4 separate regions of the Zea mays genome follow, and regions 2, 3 and 4 are each linked to region 1. Evidence: chromatin contacts called from public Hi-C data. All regions are on one chromosome and are shown on one strand. The core of a region is the stretch at or near the end of the contact, and the rest is flanking DNA. Distances in the headings are between cores, read along the strand shown.

The links. Hi-C and Micro-C count contacts between places; a contact is called where the count stands out from the background.
Region 2: a Hi-C map of tassel shows a contact between it and region 1, with 2.6 times the contacts expected there. The contact joins the promoter of LOC100382134 here to the promoter of LOC100285148 in region 1. A contact is called at or near these places in 3 of 25 Hi-C or Micro-C datasets (ear, leaf and tassel).
Region 3: a contact with region 1 is called in a Hi-C map of root tip, with 6 times the contacts expected there. The contact joins the promoter of LOC100384163 here to the promoter of LOC100285148 in region 1. A contact is called at or near these places in 8 of 25 Hi-C or Micro-C datasets (bundle sheath, ear, leaf and 3 more) and 2 of 3 datasets of contacts at active chromatin or transcription factors (leaf and seedling).
Region 4: a contact with region 1 is called in a Hi-C map of leaf, with 6 times the contacts expected there. The contact joins the promoter of LOC103654012 here to the promoter of LOC100285148 in region 1. A contact is called at or near these places in 3 of 25 Hi-C or Micro-C datasets (leaf and tassel).

The regions. Positions count from the first base shown.
Region 1 is chr4:169,173,894-169,178,441 of Zm-B73-REFERENCE-NAM-5.0, forward strand. It overlaps LOC100285148 (uclacyanin-2), which reads right to left and starts at 2,383. Exons shown (of 2, transcript NM_001279696.3): 1 at 2,074-2,383; 2 at 1,262-1,920. The coding sequence starts at 2,266. The coding sequence ends at 1,448. LOC100283965 (aspartic proteinase nepenthesin-2) reads left to right here. Exons shown (of 2, transcript NM_001156863.2): 2 at 1-1,018. The coding sequence ends at 615.
Region 2 is chr4:168,927,477-168,932,024 of Zm-B73-REFERENCE-NAM-5.0, forward strand. It overlaps LOC100382134, which reads right to left and starts at 2,766. Exons shown (of 1, transcript NM_001174895.1): 1 at 562-2,766. The coding sequence starts at 2,716. The coding sequence ends at 1,958. LOC100281499 (fimbrin 1) reads left to right here. Exons shown (of 15, transcript NM_001154417.2): 15 at 1-154.
Region 3 is chr4:168,975,967-168,980,514 of Zm-B73-REFERENCE-NAM-5.0, forward strand. It overlaps LOC100384163 (DUF506 family protein), which reads left to right and starts at 1,846. Exons shown (of 2, transcript NM_001176741.1): 1 at 1,846-2,387; 2 at 2,494-3,327. The coding sequence starts at 1,970. The coding sequence ends at 3,020. It also overlaps a transcript of LOC100285969 not described here.
Region 4 is chr4:169,041,379-169,045,926 of Zm-B73-REFERENCE-NAM-5.0, forward strand. LOC103654012 (aspartyl protease family protein At5g10770) reads left to right here and starts at 2,762. Exons shown (of 2, transcript XM_008680838.4): 1 at 2,762-3,217; 2 at 3,347-4,548. The coding sequence starts at 3,055.

The sequences.
Region 1 (4,548 bases), core at 1,133-3,632:
GGCGGCGCGCAGTCGCTGGTGTCACAGACGGCGGGGACGCTCGGCAGGGCCTTCTCGTACTGCCTCCCGCCGACACCGAGCTCCTCCGGGTTCCTCACGCTCGGCGCTGCTGGCGGTAGCGGAACCTCGGGCTTCGTCAAGACGCCGATGCTCAGGAGCAGCCAGGTCCCCACGTTCTACGGCGTGCGCCTCCAGGCCATCAGGGTGGGCGGGAGGCAGCTCAGCATACCCGCCTCGGTCTTCTCCGCTGGGACGGTCATGGACTCGGGCACGGTCATCACGCGGCTGCCGCCGACCGCCTACTCGGCGCTGTCGTCGGCGTTCAAGGCCGGGATGAAGCAGTACCCGCCGGCGCAGCCGAGCGGCATCCTCGACACCTGCTTTGACTTCAGCGGCCAGTCCAGCGTCAGCATACCGTCCGTCGCGCTAGTCTTCTCCGGGGGCGCCGTTGTCAGCCTCGACGCCAGCGGCATCATCCTCAGCAACTGCCTCGCCTTCGCGGGCAACAGCGACGACAGCTCCTTGGGCATCATCGGCAACGTGCAGCAGCGGACGTTCGAGGTGCTGTACGACGTTGGCCGGGGCGTCGTGGGGTTCAGGGCTGGGGCGTGCTGATCGATCGTGATCGGCGCAAGGACATTGACAATACCGGCCGGGAGTACGTACTGTGCTCGTTTGGGTTGCGAGTGCAACGTAAATGGAAGAAGTGCAAAACATATACATACTACTTCGATTTTAATTATCTTTGCGATAGCATGCAATAACGTCATGCATGCAAGTGTGCAAACTACTAAAAGCTAAAAGATAATCTTAATGTCACCTGATTGATGACTATAAAAGATTAATGATATATTATTGTATTGCGCTTGGTGCGATGATTAATTATGGTGTATACAGCCTTTTGGGCGAGCTAATGTTCCTTATATATTACTCACTCCGTCTCAAAATATAGTTCTCTTGTAGTCCATTTTTTCTGTTCACATTTATGATAATGAATATAGATATATATATAAACTACATTTATATGCTGTATCTGTATCTGACGAACGCTCAGATCCGAACACACAATTGATTAGTGAACATTGACTGAATAATTAAACTTTTTAACCAAATTGTTTTCGATTCTTCCTTTTTTAAATTCATCCATTCGGCATTAATCTAATAATAGTAGAGCAGAGGGTAAATGGTGGCTTCAAGTTCGAATAAAAAATCAAAAATGTAATAAGAAAACGAGATTAAAATCCCAATTAGCCTTAGAGCATGGCAAGAACTCCATTTATTTGAAATTACCAAGTCTTTAACATAAAGAGCATGCGGACTCGGCCCAGTGGCCCAACCATTCCTAACCGACACGCGTATACCTCCTAGATCTCGACAAGCTAACATTACTTCCTAAACTGACGGCGCACTAAGTACATGAATGCAGAAAACAGACTTCTAAGTTTAATCAAGCCACCACGGACGACAGGGTGATGGCACAGGCAACCAAGAGCACAAGCCCAACTGCAACGGACGACACGAGCACGCGCCTAGACGCACCGCTGGCCTGCGGCAGCGGGCTCGGGCTCGGGCTCGGGCTCGGAGAAGTGGAACTGGAACCGGAGCCGGAGCCGGCCGGCGAGGTGGCCGGGCTGGGCGCGCCTGATCTGCCACTGCCACTCGCGGTTGGCGGCGTCGCCGGCGCCGCCACAGGGGCGCCGCGCGGTGCGGAGGCGCCGGGCCTGATGACCCGCACGATCATCCGCTGTCCCGCCTCGCAGTGGCCTGCGACGCCGCTGACGAAGTAGACGGGGCCGTAGCGGTCCAGCGCGAACTTGGTGTCGCCGCCGGTGAACCGGCCCAGCGGCGTCTCCGTGCTGCACTGCTTGTAGTCGTCGTGCGCCACCAGCAGCACCGAGTCGTTGGCGCCGTACTTGAAGTCTGCATGCATGCACCACGACCACGTACGCGCGCGGCGTCGGCGTCGACGACGCGCCGTGTCGATCAAACACGCGCGCATTCCGACAGAGGTTAGTTACAGGCACGGTACGACAAGAGTAATTAATTAAGTGTGCGCGTATCACTGTCACATACCCAGGACGTCGCCGACCTGGAACCGGTTCCTCTTGGCCCAGTGGTTGTACGTCTCGGTGCCGTTCGCCGGCACCGTCCACCCGCGCTCGTCGCCGACTTGGAACACCGCCGGCGGCGGCAGCGACGACACCGATGCCACGAGGAGGGCGCAGGAGACGGCGAAGTAGTGGAGGGTGGTGTACGACATTGCCATTGTAGCGGTAGCGGATCGATGGAGCCCTACGCGCGCGATCGGATCACGCGGCGTGCGTGGGCGAATGGACGAACGGTGCTGCTCTAGAGAACTGGTGTGTTCGGCGCGTGTGTGAGCACTGACCAGTGCGTGGGGCGGGGTGTTTATATAGACCTAGATAGGCGGATCGGAAGGGAGCGGCGCCGGCGCGCGCGCGAGAGAGAGAGCGAGATGGTGGATACGTGGAGTGGTGGACCGCGTACGTGCGAAATGCTTGGGGTAGTTGGAGTCGTGGAGAAGAGGCAGAGCCGTTGATTAGAGCTTCCCGGTGCCCATTTGGACGGTCCGTGACTGCCGCGGTAAGAGGCGCGGCGGAGAGGTTGGTGCGTGCCAGTGTCAGTGCCAGTTCAGGTCTCAGCCTTGATTTTGTTACCGCCGGACTCACAAACCAGTCGATGGTGCGAAGCAAAACCGCACGCATTGCATGGTTGGGCTCAGCTTTCTTTTAGGCCAAATATATTTAAATTGTAAAAAAAAAGCTAGATGCTGCCGGCGTGGAGGAAGACGTGGCGCGAGCGGGTGGGAAGCGAGCTGACCGGCTCAGGCGAGCGGCGAGCGCGTGGGCCAGAAGGTGGTCTTGGCCTCGACTTCACGGGCCGCCTTATGCGGCCCAACGAGATTCACAGCCTCACGCAGCAGGTGAAACTCCCGTTCTCTTGTTAGTAGGATGTTCTGAGCTCAATGAAACGTTGTATGTCAATCGGTATCAGTAGTTTGTATGATTCTCAAGTGAGCAATAGTTTATCTGAAGCAGCTGGCCGATCATAATATTTCGAATTATGGAGCATCTACTAAATGTGTTTGAAGATCTCATAATTTGGTAAACTAGGTAGCCAGGACTAATGATTGAACCGATGCCCTTTTCCTAAAATCATTATATTTGAACTGCCTGTGCAAAGGTTGTTAAGTGTAAACTGATCACAAAGTGCAGATTTGCTAGAGAAACGAGAATGCGCCATTAGATTACAAAACCACACATAGTCTCATTTTTAGTAATTGGCAGTTTTTAAGCCGCCGCCTAGGCAGTAATTAACGGCGTCACACGCGAACCAGTCCAACCAGCCCAAAAGCGTCATCCTTGCCTAGTTATTCCTGGGTCATTGAAAAAGCGACCAAGCCTTATATCTAAGCATTTCAAGGTAGTAAAGAAAACCTTGTATATCTTACAGGAGTTAAAGCAGATGCTGAGACAGTGCCTGATGATCTAGACATTTCGAAAATTTGTCTCTGTACCCGTTATATGCCTTTGAAAAAAGTTCCAATATGCCCATAGATTGTGGCGTTGTCTTCTGTAGTTTACAGACCTTGGTTGTGAGTTATTGTCTCACAACACAATTAAATATTGAAAATTTCAACAAAAAAAGAGAAAAAGTTACCATGGTTGTGCGCATGTACTGGACAAGTGTGGGCAATGTATTTATATTTGTGCCTGTCATAGGGTACTACCACAAATTTTGATTGCCTTCACATATGGATGGTCTTGTGTTGTCTCACGAACACGATGTCTTCTACTGGAACTTAACCTTAAATGGGCAATTCTCGGTAAAATCACATTACTTGGCCTTGACGAGTCCCCTTTGAAAATTAAAATGTTCTTATGGTTTTTGCGGCGTGGAGTAATCCTCACAAAAGATAATTTAGCTAAGTAAAGCTAGAAAGAAGGCTTAGATTGTGTCTTTTGTCATAAGCAGGAAGCTATTAATCATCTGTTTTTGAATGTCGCTTGGCCTGGTCGGTCTGAGGCATTTTTCAGTTGGTTACAGGTTTTGGTCAACCAAAAAATGTGGATAATTTGTTTGGGTCTTGGGCTCGCGACTTCACTAAAAATGGCAGATCTTTGTTTCTACTTGGAGCAACGGTCTTGTGTTGGGCTCTCTGGCTCTGTAAAAACGACTTAGTTTTTAAGAAAAAAAAACTCTTTTGCTCTCCTTTACAAGTTATCCAATTGGCGGCCCGCTGGCTCTTCAGCTGGGCTATCCTCCAGCGGGAGGATTTGTAGGATTTGGTTGTAGCAGGATCACAACTCTTCGTGCCGACGGCCACAACATTTTTCTCCTAGGCGCATGAATGACAATCTAGTCTTCGGATTGAATACTCCTAGCGTGGGACTATGATGTTTCCTTTTTATTTTGATCTTTAGCTAGATGTCTGCGTTAAGCAGAGGCTGGAAGCTGTACCAAGGCTTTGTATTTTCTTGATGTATCGTACTTGGTATTTAAATAAAAGCTTCCTTTATCGAAAAA
Region 2 (4,548 bases), core at 1,516-4,015, 250 kb before region 1:
TCTTTATGTATCTTGTCGGTCAATTCGTTCATATGTTTATTGGACTGGTCATCGCTTGTAATGCTGTTGCTGCTCTGAACCGTGCCTGTACATAACATACACTCAAAAGTGTTTTTGCCTTGTCCCTAAGTTTCTGTTTATACTGCTTTTTTATTTTCCTTCTTTACATTGGATGTGTTATCATGAGGTTTCAATTTGATTTGATTGCCTTCCCTCCCTGACGGCATTTCAAATCCCATCCAATCCCCGTTTCATATCATTCCAGATTATCAGGAGCCAAAACGATAAAAAAAATGTGACTGCATCGTTCACGCTTCTTTCGCCTAGGCTGATGACAGTTTTCTCATGTGAGAAGCACTATGCACTCACCATTTCCATGCGTCACCGTGTCAGTTTTTTTTAGTTTTTTATATATATGCAGGGGAAACACGTACGATGACGAGATGACTTCAGTTCTTTAGCATCTAATGCATAAATACTTAACATGGCCAGCCCCTAAGATGCAGGCTTTTAAAGAGGCGCTAGTTGCCTAGTTCCCTGCCATTACTGGGTAGTACATAGCTTGCTGCTGCTCCCCTACTGGGCTACTGCTACTGAGCTGTATCATATATCGTCCCTTCTCTCCGACTCTCCCTCCCTTCTCCACGGCCCAGTGCGCACCTCTCCCTCCACCCCTCGTCGCAAGGCCCAGGCACCGAGCTAGGCACGACGATGCAAGTCAAGCCGGAAGCTACGGTTCCTTCGCCGTCTCCGCCATTGCCGGCAGCTCCGTCTTTCCATCACCGAAGAACGGAGGAGGAGAACAGCGGCGTCGAAATTCCGCGGCGGTAACCGGCGGCCTACACGTATCGGCGTCGCGGCATACAAGGGCAGGCCAGGCATTCGATCTCGCATTCTCGCTCACATTACTTATTACTCCCCAGTTGCAGCAAGCAATCATCTTCTTGCTCTTGCTCTCTCGTTCAGTGAGATTTTTTGAATTCTAGACATCTTGTTTGGCTATTCATCTTATTCAAGTTTTTTTACATAGGTATTATTTATTTTATTACGACTTATTTTATTACTATACATAGATTTATTTAATTTATTATTTATAAAAAAACAATATAAGTAGCTAAATATGGTATCTAAAAATAAAAAAACGTTATCTATTTTGGAACCGAAGGAGAGAGCGAGTAGTTTTTGCTCCCTCGCCTGCAATCATTTCCTTCGTACGTAGTACTATATTACTCCCAGCTTGCAGAGGGCTGTGGATAATCTCACGGTTTCCAGATCATGGTGTGCACGTTTGTGCTTGGGTTGATCTGTGTGTGTTTTTCCCTTGTCAGCTGTGACGATTTTTTCTCGACCTGTTTTAAGTTTGGTGTCTTTCTTGAGACTTCACGTCGAAACCACGAGTCCACGATGGTGTACATACAGTGCCTTTGCCTTTCTATTTATTTACATGCACTGTGAGCGAGAACGCAAACAGCTCGTTCTTTAACATGGTGGCCGGGATAAATTTTAGCTTTTGTCTCTCATATTCATATGGGGTCGTTTATGGTTTTATCTCAGCGCTAAAGCAAAATATGCAGTCATGCAGACATGCAAAATATGCAGCCTCCGTATAATCACCGCCAAACCAGTATGCATGGAAAACCTTCACCTTGGGCCTTGGGCAAGCTGATAGCTGCCTACATTGGCACTCTTGTGACTTTCTTTCCACCAGTTCCTATATTCGCTGTTGCAGTGTTGCTTCTTCACATTTGGCCCTACGATCCTCTCGACTTTTGCGTGTTCTTCAGTAAAACCTACGTACGGCCGTATGAGTGAGCTGACCTATGCCCTCCGTGACAGGCGAGGCGAACCTGAGAATGCCCAGCCGAAACGTCAACGCTACGCCTACGCCGGGTACAGTGCACTTGCACGCGAGCATCGTTCTCATGGGGGTCACTGTCTCACTTGCTGGCTCAGAGGCTCACTGCACTCCTGCTGTGCTGAGCAGTGCACTGAGACAGCCCGCGTCGGGGACAGGCGGACAGCAGTACAGCGCTTGCCCCGCTTGTTTCGCGAATTGGCGGTCCGGCCGCATCCAGCCAGAAAAACCTCGCGCATGAGCACGAGCCCGCTCATGCAGGTACGGTCGTCGCTGTCTGAATTCTCCCATAAAATCGTGGTCGGCTCGCTGGCGTGGCGCCGCTCGCGCGGACAGCGCAGATCCGGACGACCGGTGCCTGCCCGCTCCACTGTGCCTTCCGCGCACGGCCAAAGCGACGAGGACACGGAGTGCTGTGCCGACGAGCTGCAGCTGCGGCGGCGCTGCCTGGGAGCGTGTGCAGTGCAGTTCCGCCGACTGCCGTGCCGAGCCTCGGCTGAGGCGTGGGCCGGCCGGTCCCCGCGTCAGGACGCTAGGCCGCGCTAGCAGGGTACCCACCTGATTTTCGGGCGTGGTGCTGGGAGCATTTGGCAAGTTCCGTCTCGTGTCGTCGTGTGTCGCATGCGGCATGCATTGCCAGCGATCGATGGACGTCCTGGTCCTCCGTCCAAGTCCTTGATGAGACGCATCGAGGGGTGGTAGGTATCCAATGGCTCTGGTGATCGGCCGTTCCATGGCTGCGCAATGCCATCGCATTCGCCTGAGCGTGGGTGTCTTTTTTTTTTTGTGGCTTCCTGGAGTGGAGCGTGCCGTGCGTTCCCTGTTCTTGCCTACGGACCCCCAAAATAACGCGGCTTGCATCGCGATTGAGAGAGGGAGGGAGAGGGAGGAATGAGTGATTGGATTATTGGAATTTTGCGGTGACCGGCCGGTGCAGGCTGGCCTTGTGTTTGACCAGAAACATGAACGACAAAGATGCACCGCTACCAACATTGCTAGCTTTGTACAAATACTATATTGCGGTTTCTCGTAGATATACCTAATAAACCATTTTATATAATCTAATGTATCTACGTCTTATATCTTATTTACTATAACCCCTCCAAATATGACTTATTTATGTGTGTTGTATATGTGCAACCGTATATAGACTTAGAAAATTATGCTACAGACATTTTTTCACCAAGATACCATCTCTTATATTTTTTTATACTTATCCCTCCGTACTCTTTAATACACAAAGCAATTATATGGGTTGTATATGCCCTAATACCACTTGACATGATTTAGCGAAGTGAAGGGCAGCAGTAGTACGTTATGTGTGCCGGTCTTTCGAGTCTTCGATCTCTTCTAACTTATGCTCCAATTCGTCAATGTAGAGGGGTACGTTGTTCTTAACTTGAGTACCAAACTAGCTACGATTAGTTTCCGCCTATCTTTGTAATCTTTGTATCAGATGTTAGCTAGTATAGTTAGGGTAGGGATGGAAACGGCTCACAAATGCTAAAACCATTTTCGTTTTCATTTTTTTACCAGAAACAAGATAAAAAAATGATAACTCCGGATACGGAAACGAAATCGGTATTTTGAAAACATCAGAAACGAAAGTTCGTAACGAAAAATGCATCGGTAACTGTCGAAATTTAAATATGATTGATAAACATAACAATATTAAAATATCTCAATATAACGATATCAAAATATAACAATATCACAATTATCACAAGTTGAAAACATAATAAGTTCACAATCTACAAGTTCACAAAGATCATAAGTTGACAAGTTCATAATTCACATGCTTGACAAGTTCGCAATATAACAAGTATACAAAGATCACAAGTTCACAAATCACAACACAACAAGTTCACAAAGATCGCAAGTTCAAATACTCACATTTCACAAGTTGACAAGTTTACGAAGGTCACAAGTTCACAATATTCCGATAACCGATTTCGTTTTCAAAAATTACCCTTACCAGCGAATCCGGTCGAAAAACTGAAAACAATTTCTAGAATTCCAAATAAATCTAGAAACTATTTTCGTACATACCAGACTTTGTTATTAATTCTGAGACCTAAATTAGGTAATTTCCGACTAATTTCGATATCCGAAGGAAACGATCGGTAAAAGCCACACTGATTACGATACAAAATTCCGATAACCGATTCTGTTTCCGTAAATTACCCTTACCGGTGAATTCGAATAAAAAAAATGGTTTCCTAAATTCCAAAAAATATGAAACCGTTTTCATACATACCGGGCTTTATTATTAATTTTGGACAATTATGAGACCTAGATTCAGTAAATTTGGACTAATTTCGGTAACTAAAGAAAAGAGTCGATAAAACACCACACTGATTTCGATACAATATTCTGATAACAGGTGATTTGGATCGAAAAAAATAAAAAAAACACTTTTATAAATTCCGAAAACGTTTTCATACCTACCAAGCTTTATTATTAATTCCGAGACCTAAATTTGGTAAATTTCGACTAATTTCGATAACCAAAAGAAACAATTGGTAGAACACCACAGTGATTTCAATACAAGATTTCGATAACCGATTCTGTTTCTAAAAATTAATGTTACCGGTGAATCAGATTAAAAAAATCGAAAACGGATTCTAAAATCATTGTTTCCTAAGTACAGTACATGCCCTCCCTATATGTTTTTGCTCCTTTGTTGGTTGTTG
Region 3 (4,548 bases), core at 596-3,095, 200 kb before region 1:
TCACCAGGCTTACTCCATTCGTAATTTACTGGTACACCACATTTTTACAAAAAAAATAAAAATAATATTGGTGTTCCTGCTGACATGAGGTTTACTAAACTCTGCAGGTATCCATTGCCTCCTGGTGTAGTTTAGAGAATCCCAGAACACAGGAAATATAATCGTGATGTTGTACTTTATGTAGATTGATAATCTTGAGTTCCTGACTATTGAATTCCATTTCCCCCTTTATTTGTTCCGTGCTCATCTGGAATGCTGTAACTAGATAGGGTTTAGCTGAGTTAGGACTGGATTATCAAGTCATAATAATGATACGTGCCTTCGCCATCCCTTCGGACCATGTTCCAATGTGATACAATCTACTACCATGCAATATATCACCATCAGCCTGCTAACGCACGCCACTAGCTTTAAGTTTCCAATCCTTCTGTCAGTTTGTAATGTTTGCAGCTACTTCATCCGTTTCAATTTACACTTCCTATGTCCAATCTAATGGTGTGTTTGGTTGAAATGATGGGATGGGATGGGACGATTGTTTGGTTCATGGCCATCAGGTGGGGCGAGTTCAGGTTTCCGTAGGCACCAACGCGTCCTGGAGGTCGGCGATTAGTTCTCCCGCCATTTTGATGAGAACATCATTTATCTCCATTGCCGTCTTGCCGAGCTAGCGCAGCCGCAGCAACCACCTGGGCGGCTGCGCCGGCAGAGGTCCATCGAGCATGGCAACAGACTCCTGCAACGCAATTTCAACATGTGTCTTGGGTCGATTTTTGGCGAGGCGTGCACTGCGACGTACCGTTGACATGTCCAGGACTCGGCGCGGTTGCTGTACTGCTTGTGGCGCATTCCGTGGGCTGGGCATGCTCCGAAGGTGTGGTGGTGAAGAACGTAGCAACACCTGTTGATATTTGTTCCTCCATTGTGAGGACTGCCACATCACTTAGTATTTTTGAAGATTTGGACCTGCAACCCTAAACCTTCGAGAACTCAACTGAGAAACAATAAAAAATTCAAGACCTTTAGGCCCAGTTTTTAACAATTTGGTTTATAGAAATTGAGATGGTTTCAAACAAATCAGTTTATGACTTAGATTATAGAAATTATATTTTCAGTTTCTTAAAAATTGGTCTCTTCTACCTAAAAGATACTTAAAAATTAGGTTGCTTCGGAATAGGGCCTTAGTGGGTTGCTTTCGAACAGGGTCTTAGTCGGGCACATTTTACTCTTTTATATTCTCGATATAGGGAGTGTTTGAATGTATTAGAGCTAATAATTAGTTGACTAAAAAATGCTAGTGGAATTAGCTAGCTAACAAATAACTAACTAAATATTAACTAATTTACTAAAAATAGCTAATAATTGCTAGGGTGTTTGGATGTCTTTAACTAATTTTAGCCACTAACTATTAGCTAGTGCATTCAAACACCCCTATAATATGGAGACTGCTCTAGAATTTCTGCGGAGCAATGTACTAGTACCTTACAATCATGAGCGATGTACCTGGACGCATTGTGTTTGATTGAACGTTCATTGCAAATTTCCTTGGGGGGAAACAAAGCAACCCTTTGTTCATGAATCATGACACTACTATGACAGTGATAGTGACAGTGTACGTGAAGTGACCAGTGAGCAGTGTGACTTCTTCATCATACAACTGGAGTACGGTGACGAGCGCTCATACACAACACGGATTTTACATGATGCGTCCAATTCATCGCACCTGGACATATGGAAGCTGTATACGATGAACCTGGACACGTTTACAGTCAGGCTCTATCTCCGCCCAGTCCGCACGCCCACCGAAACATACATAACAGCACAACCGTCGTGGAACTACACGCCAATCGCCAAGTAGGGCAGGCCGAGTTTGCAACAGCCGGCACAAACAACCACCCACACACCCATACAATTGGTGCTTCACGTTCCACCAACCGAGGCCTTGATCAGCGCAGCAATCGGCGTGGTGACAATGGAGTTCTTCCCGGGTGCGTACAAGAAGGCAACAGCGGCGCTCGACGAGGCGGCGAGGGCGCGGCTACGGGGCCCGTTCATCAGCGACACCGTCGCGCCATCGCCGGCGCCGTCCGGCGGCGCTGCGGACGCCGACGACGATCTGATGGATTCGGTCGACGAGTTCTACAACGGATACGGCGAGCACGGCACGGACGGCGGCGCCGTCGCCAAGGATGCCGTGGCGTCCCGGGCTACGGAGTGGAAGGAAGCTTTGCGATTGACGCTGGCGGATGCGGCGGCCGACGCGGCAGCCGTACGGATCCGCGCCGAGGCGGAGCGCATTGTCCGAGACGCCGGGCCAGCCGCCGTTGGCGGCGGCGGCGGGATTAGGAAGCACCTTGTGGAGCGGCTCCGTGCGAGGGGTTACGACGCCCGTAATAATGCTCTACTGCTCTGCAGTTCTCATTTTTCAATATCATATATACAACACGGGACATTAACATTCCTTTTTGTGCTCGGCTCGGGCATTCATTCAAGCAGGTCTCTGCAGATCGTCGTGGGGAAGAACCAGCAGCATCGCCGCGCCGGGCACGTACGAGTACGTGGACGTGACAGTGGGCTCGCCGCCGCCGCTGCCGTCAGCTCGCTACATCGTGGAGGTAAACGTGGCAGCCGAATTCGAGGTCGCGAGGCCGAGCGCCGAGTACCAGGACCTCCTCTCCTCCCTGCCGCCAGTGCTCGTGTCGAGTCCACCAGCTCTGAAGGAACTCGCCGCGGCAATGTGCGCCGCAGCGGCGGAGTCCATCCGCGGCGCGGGCATGCACGTGCCGCCGTGGAGGCGCGCGTCGTACGTGCAGGCCAAATGGTCCGCGCGGTTCGAGAGAACGGAAGCCGCGGCACCGGTGGCGGCGGCGACGGGGCCACGCGCTGAAGGAGGACCGAGGGCAGCAGCGCGTGCCCGGCGGCCTGGCGTGGGGAAGAATTGCGGAATGGAGATGGGACGCCGGCAGGGGGTCATGGGGCGGGAGGCACTGGTGAGAGTGAGGCCCTTGTTCAGAGGATTCTGAGTTGTGACGTGGCAGGAAGGATCGCGGGAGGGAGGATTGTTCAGGCTTTCAGAGGCCTCTTTGTTTTCGGTAGCAGTATTCTCTTGGGCCATGAATTATGTAGAATTCGTATGACTCATATTTTGGCGTGAGGGTTAAAAAATCATATTGAACTTACTGTATATGGCTGTACATTTTGGTTCCATGATTGAATTCGTAGGTAGTACCAACATGTATATGGGATATGGTAAGACATCTTTATGTCATCCTATTAAATTGTAACAGATGCTGTGATAAAAAAAACTAATGATACTATTTTCTATTATGTTATTTCAATTACAGTATCATGTTATCTTTTTCTTAGTTACCATTCTAATTAATAAACATAAAACCAAGTCAGCTCAACAATAAATTAGCACAATAAGTCATACAACTGTCAAGTCTCTCTCTTTCTATTTCACCGAGTACTCGTAAGTTGCTACATTTCCTATAAATTATATAAGTAGATTTTATTAAAATGTGATAGTTGTTCAAACATGGTTTAAACCTTTACCATAAGCAGCCGAAAGACTTGAACGGCGTACGAGGATCATATACTTCAATCAATGACATGACAACCGCGTTGCACTCACACCTGGTAGCGTTGCTTGCATAGGCTATTGTCTTAGACTATTCGTAACCGTTACCCCTAAATTTTTTCCCCTATATCACTTTTCCCCCTATTTTTCTCCCTATTTTTTTATCTCCCACAACAGTTCCCCCTAAATACTCCCTCTATATCCCACTACCACTATAAAATATCATTTTCTATACCAACTATCAATTTTTTATCTACTAACAATTACTCGTGGATCTACAGCATAGTGTTTGGGGGATGAACAGTGACACGCTATATCTGGGGGGAGAGAGAAGGGGGCCGGCACGTAGGGGGCGCCGTAGGAGGCACCGCTGCGGCCGTAGAGTGTCCCCTACGCGCCACATGCAAGGGGAGGGGGCTGCCAAGGGGGTAGCGTTGCGCATAGCCTTACTTGTGTCGATGCCTGTTTGCACGGGCATATCATTGGTGTACGAGTGTACATGTGCAAATGGGCAAGACCTGCTAGATGACCCCAGCACGCTGTAGCTTGGCCAGAGCTCAGTCCGACACATTGTTTACCGGGCCCGTATCAACACCGTACCGTATTTGGGCCTTAGGTGCGGCACAACGAGTTAGGCCTGACATGACCCAACTTTATTCCCCCGTTTTCAATAAAAATATCTATATTATGGTTGGGTATAGAATATAAAACATAAAACATATGTGTTTTTTTCTAAGAAAAACATCGTGTTTTGTGTTTTGTTTTAAATTATATTATGTAAATGAAAAGCTGATACGGTGATGATGTGGATGTAGTCCGACGATAAAGGATGTGCACTAGAGCATTATGGTAGATAAGGACCGACGATGGTCGATAGCATAATCGGTGGTGTGGTCGGTAGCTGACATGGCAGACGCTATAGACTGCTAGGATTGGATCCAGGCTAAGGCGAATTCCAACCTCTTCGGGTT
Region 4 (4,548 bases), core at 1,512-4,011, 130 kb before region 1:
AGTTGTGAAAAAATAAAAAAGAGTAATCAGCGTAACATACATCTATTACCTCATAATTAAAGGTCTATTACATCTCTACCAATTTAGTCGTTAACTCCTCCATTAACTAGCCCAAGAAACCCTGGAGGATCACGAGAGCTCCGGACGTCTAGATGCCCCTAAGGGCCCCAAAGGATCCTAATGTCGTGACAACCCCAAAACCACTGAGCCCCCACCCCAAAAGGATCCAAAACTCCCTAGACATCTGATATGTGCCTAGGATTTACTTGATTTAGTAAAATATGAGCCATGCTCATATTATATCTAACTATTCTACAAAAACTAGGACATATATAAAAAGCTTTCACTTCTCGGTAATTTGATATATGTGTTTCAATGGAGACTGTTAATTTGAACATCTACCTAAGGTAGAGGTCACACTTCTTCACAAATGGACAATAGACCATGCCTTAAACTGACAACTTTGTGCGAAATAAGTTTCACATGAGCTCGGTACTCGTACTAGATTGCCAAAAGCATCCCCTCTAGTTGGAACATATAAATCAAACTCTATAGCCTTTCTTTAGTATTTAGAGACCACTAAGATCTTATATACTATGACTAGCAGTCAAACTCATATAAGTATATTCCCCAAAAGATGTCTTGTAGGGCAACATATTTGCTCTAATAAGACATTTGTAACATATTAAGGTAAAAACCATCCCGTCTTACAGAAAAGTACAAGCGTGCATCTAAAATGGACCTTTGTTAAGGGTCCTTCCTCTCAGTCTAATAATATCTTTTTTAACCATCCTACTGCATGGGACCTCTGATCACATAGGACAAGTTACGACTATAATAGAATTTATGTGGGTCCCAAGCCCATCTCACTCGATGCAAAATCCACCATGTTACATGACATGCTCTTAGTAAACTGATATGCTAGATTGTTAGATGTAACAAGTACCATTGGCTTACAACTTGATCACATAGTGCTACTCGATGTAATCTCTCTATGCAATGCATTAGGAATCATTCTCACACACTTGGATGTGTTCTCTAGCAACCATATGTGAGTAGAGGCCCAACACTAAGCTCAACACTTGGGAAACACATGCTCGAGGTGCTCTCTTTTGAACCAGTTTGGCCACCCTCTCTATTTATATAGAGAGCAAAAAAACTAGTTGTTGGGGGGTTTTCAACCTCCACCTTGGAATTTCTGGCACACTATCCTCAGGTATTCTGGAGCAACTCAAACTAATGTTAACGGTAGGTCAATATGGTCAACATGCGCATGCACTCCCACCTTAGAATTCCTGGCCACCCCACCTCAAAAGTTATAAGGGGCATAATTTTTGGTCTGGGGAAGGCACTCACATGAAAGCAAAGTTTAGAAATTTGGGAGATTGTTCAGAATTTTCGAGCAAGACTTACCAGTCGAATAAAACATCCACAACTTCTTCACCCAAACTTCGATTTCGATGATCTTGGACTTTGGATAGATTACTAAAAGAGATACACAACCCACTTAAATAAGAGATATGAAACACAATAGGTCAACTTAGAATTCCAACTGCAAGATCCAACCCTAAGTTAGGAGCATACCCAAAAGACTTTTCCAAAGCATGCCAACACATGATCTCCCACAGGATGATCAACACCTTTAAGCCTTAGTTAGCATTTCAAACCATTTTCCAAAAGTTTTTCTCACAACTTTCAATCGCCACTTGAACCTAGCAACATATACAAAATTAGATCACTCAGCGGCTCTAGATGATAGATATCCAAACAAGTTTACCCGCCTCAATAGTACGACCATCTATCCTAAATCCGGCCATACACTTCTCTACACAACTTTTTTGATCAGTGAAATTAAATGCCCTGCAATTCGTACCTTTGACATGCACATTCCATTCCATCTCTTCAAACGATGACGCTACACATGCACAACCTCTATCATCAAATGATGAACAATGATCACCCATTGGTGTATTCAACCATGTTACCTTTGATCTTTGCACATAACATGAAGTTTCTCCATCATCCTTCATCAAATGATGAACAACGATCATCCATAGTATAGCCAATCGTGCTACCTTGGATCATAGCACGAAGTTTCTCCATCATCCTTCATCAAATGATGAACGCTGATCATGCATAGTGTAGCCAACCATGCTACATTTGATCATTGAACATAGCATAAAGTTACTCCATCGTTCTTCATCAGGCCACTTGATCATCAACACAAATCAACACTTGGTTGATATCCCTTTAATAATATGATCCACTTCATGTCATCACATGACCTTATTATCCATTGATTATAACTTCACTTCCTCTTCACCATTGCACTTGGTCTATCGGTGCCAAGTCCTTTCTCTAGGTTCATCACCACACGATCCATCGCATCTAATCCTCTAACTTGCCCTTCACACTAGCAACCCACCCGATCTATCGTAGCTAAGTCATGTTCCTTGATCTTCTCCGCCCTAACCAGATAACATAATTCCATGTCTCATATACAATAAGCTCCTTCATCACACTCGTACCCAGAAGACAAGTTTGCTGAAATTTGCAAGGCCCAAGTACATACAACAGACGATGGAAGTTCAATCAAAGTGACCTGATCGAGTACGTCCAAAATTGACTGGTGTTATGTTGGATCATAGGTCAATTCGATTGGTCTCGGTCAGTTGTATGGACTTGGCTTGGGATCGATCATGCAAGATGTCCGGTGCTGGAGGACCTACCGAAAAAGACCATTTGTTGGTTCGCATCGCATCGTGCATTCGTGCTATCGTGCCCAAGAGCTGGCCGCGCCGGTGGCCGTGGGCGCGACACCGATGGGAGAAAAGAATCAGTATAGACAACACGGGCAGCAGCGACTCTGCCAGTCCGCCTACCGCGAACCGCGCCAAAGGACCAAGAATTCCACAGGTTTTAGATGATGGGCTCGCCCTCCGGCGCACTTGGTCATGTCGCGCGTCGCACTCGCTCCGCCGAGGACGGCGGGCCGATTTGTCCTCCTTATTTAGGCACCGTCTTTTGTCCCCATCCGAGCCGAACCAAGGCGCCATGGGCTCCCCCGTGGTGCGGCACGCGCTCCTCTTGTCACTCCTCTGCGCCGGAGCACTCGGTTTCTTGCTCTGCTGCCATGGCGCCGCGGTAGCGCCGGCCTACGTCACCGTCTCCGCCGCCAGCTTCGCGCCGTCCTCAACGTGCAGCGCCTCCGACCCAGGTATTGCCAGCCAGCCTGATCAATTGTTTCAGTTTCTCTTTCCGCTGTGTGTGTGTGTGTTTGTTGGGACTTGGGAGCTTCGGTTTCGATAGGCGTTGATTCGCTGGCTGGAATTCGGCGATGTTTCAGTTGCGCCGCAGCAGAACGACACGTTCACCGTGCTGCGGCTGACGCACCGGCACGGGCCGTGCGCCCCCTTGCGGGCGTCCTCCCTGGCGGCCCCGTCGGTCGCTGACACGCTGCGCGCGGACCAGCGCCGGGCGGAGCACATACTGAGGAGGGTGTCGGGGCGCGGCGCGCCTCAGCTGTGGGACTATAAGGCGGCGGCGGCGACGGTGCCGGCGAACTGGGGGTACGACATCGGCACGTCCAACTACGTGGTGACGGCGAGCCTCGGCACGCCGGGCATGGCGCAGACGCTGGAGGTGGACACCGGCAGCGACCTGTCGTGGGTGCAGTGCAAGCCGTGCGCGGCCCCGTCGTGCTACAGGCAGAAGGACCCGCTCTTCGACCCCGCCCAGTCGTCGTCCTACGCCGCCGTGCCGTGCGGTAGGTCCGCGTGCGCGGGGCTGGGCATCTACGCGTCCGCCTGCTCGGCGGCGCAGTGCGGCTACGTGGTCAGCTACGGCGACGGGTCGAACACCACGGGCGTGTACAGCTCCGACACGCTGACTCTGGCGGCGAACGCCACGGTGCAGGGCTTCTTGTTCGGCTGCGGGCACGCGCAGAGCGGCGGGCTGTTCACCGGCATCGACGGGCTTCTCGGATTCGGCCGCGAGCAGCCGTCGCTCGTGCAGCAGACGGCGGGCGCGTACGGCGGGGTCTTCTCCTACTGCCTCCCGACGAAGTCGTCCACCACGGGGTACCTGACGCTGGGCGGGCCGTCCGGCGTAGCGCCGGGCTTCTCCACGACGCAGCTGCTGCCGTCGCCGAACGCGCCGACATACTACGTTGTGATGCTGACGGGCATCAGCGTCGGCGGGCAGCCGCTGAGCGTGCCCGCGTCGGCGTTCGCCGCCGGGACGGTGGTGGACACCGGCACGGTCATCACCCGCCTGCCCCCGGCCGCGTACGCGGCGCTGCGGTCCGCGTTCCGCAGCGGCATGGCCTCGTACCCGTCCGCGCCGCCGATCGGGATCCTGGACACGTGCTACAGCTTCGCTGGGTACGGCACCGTGAACCTCACGAGTGTGGCGCTCACGTTCAGCAGCGGCGCGACCATGACGCTGGGCGCCGACGGGATCATGTCGTTCGGCTGCCTCGCGTTCGCGTCCAGCGGCAGTGACGGTAGCATGGCCATCCTCGGCAACGTTCAGCAGCGTTCGTTCGAG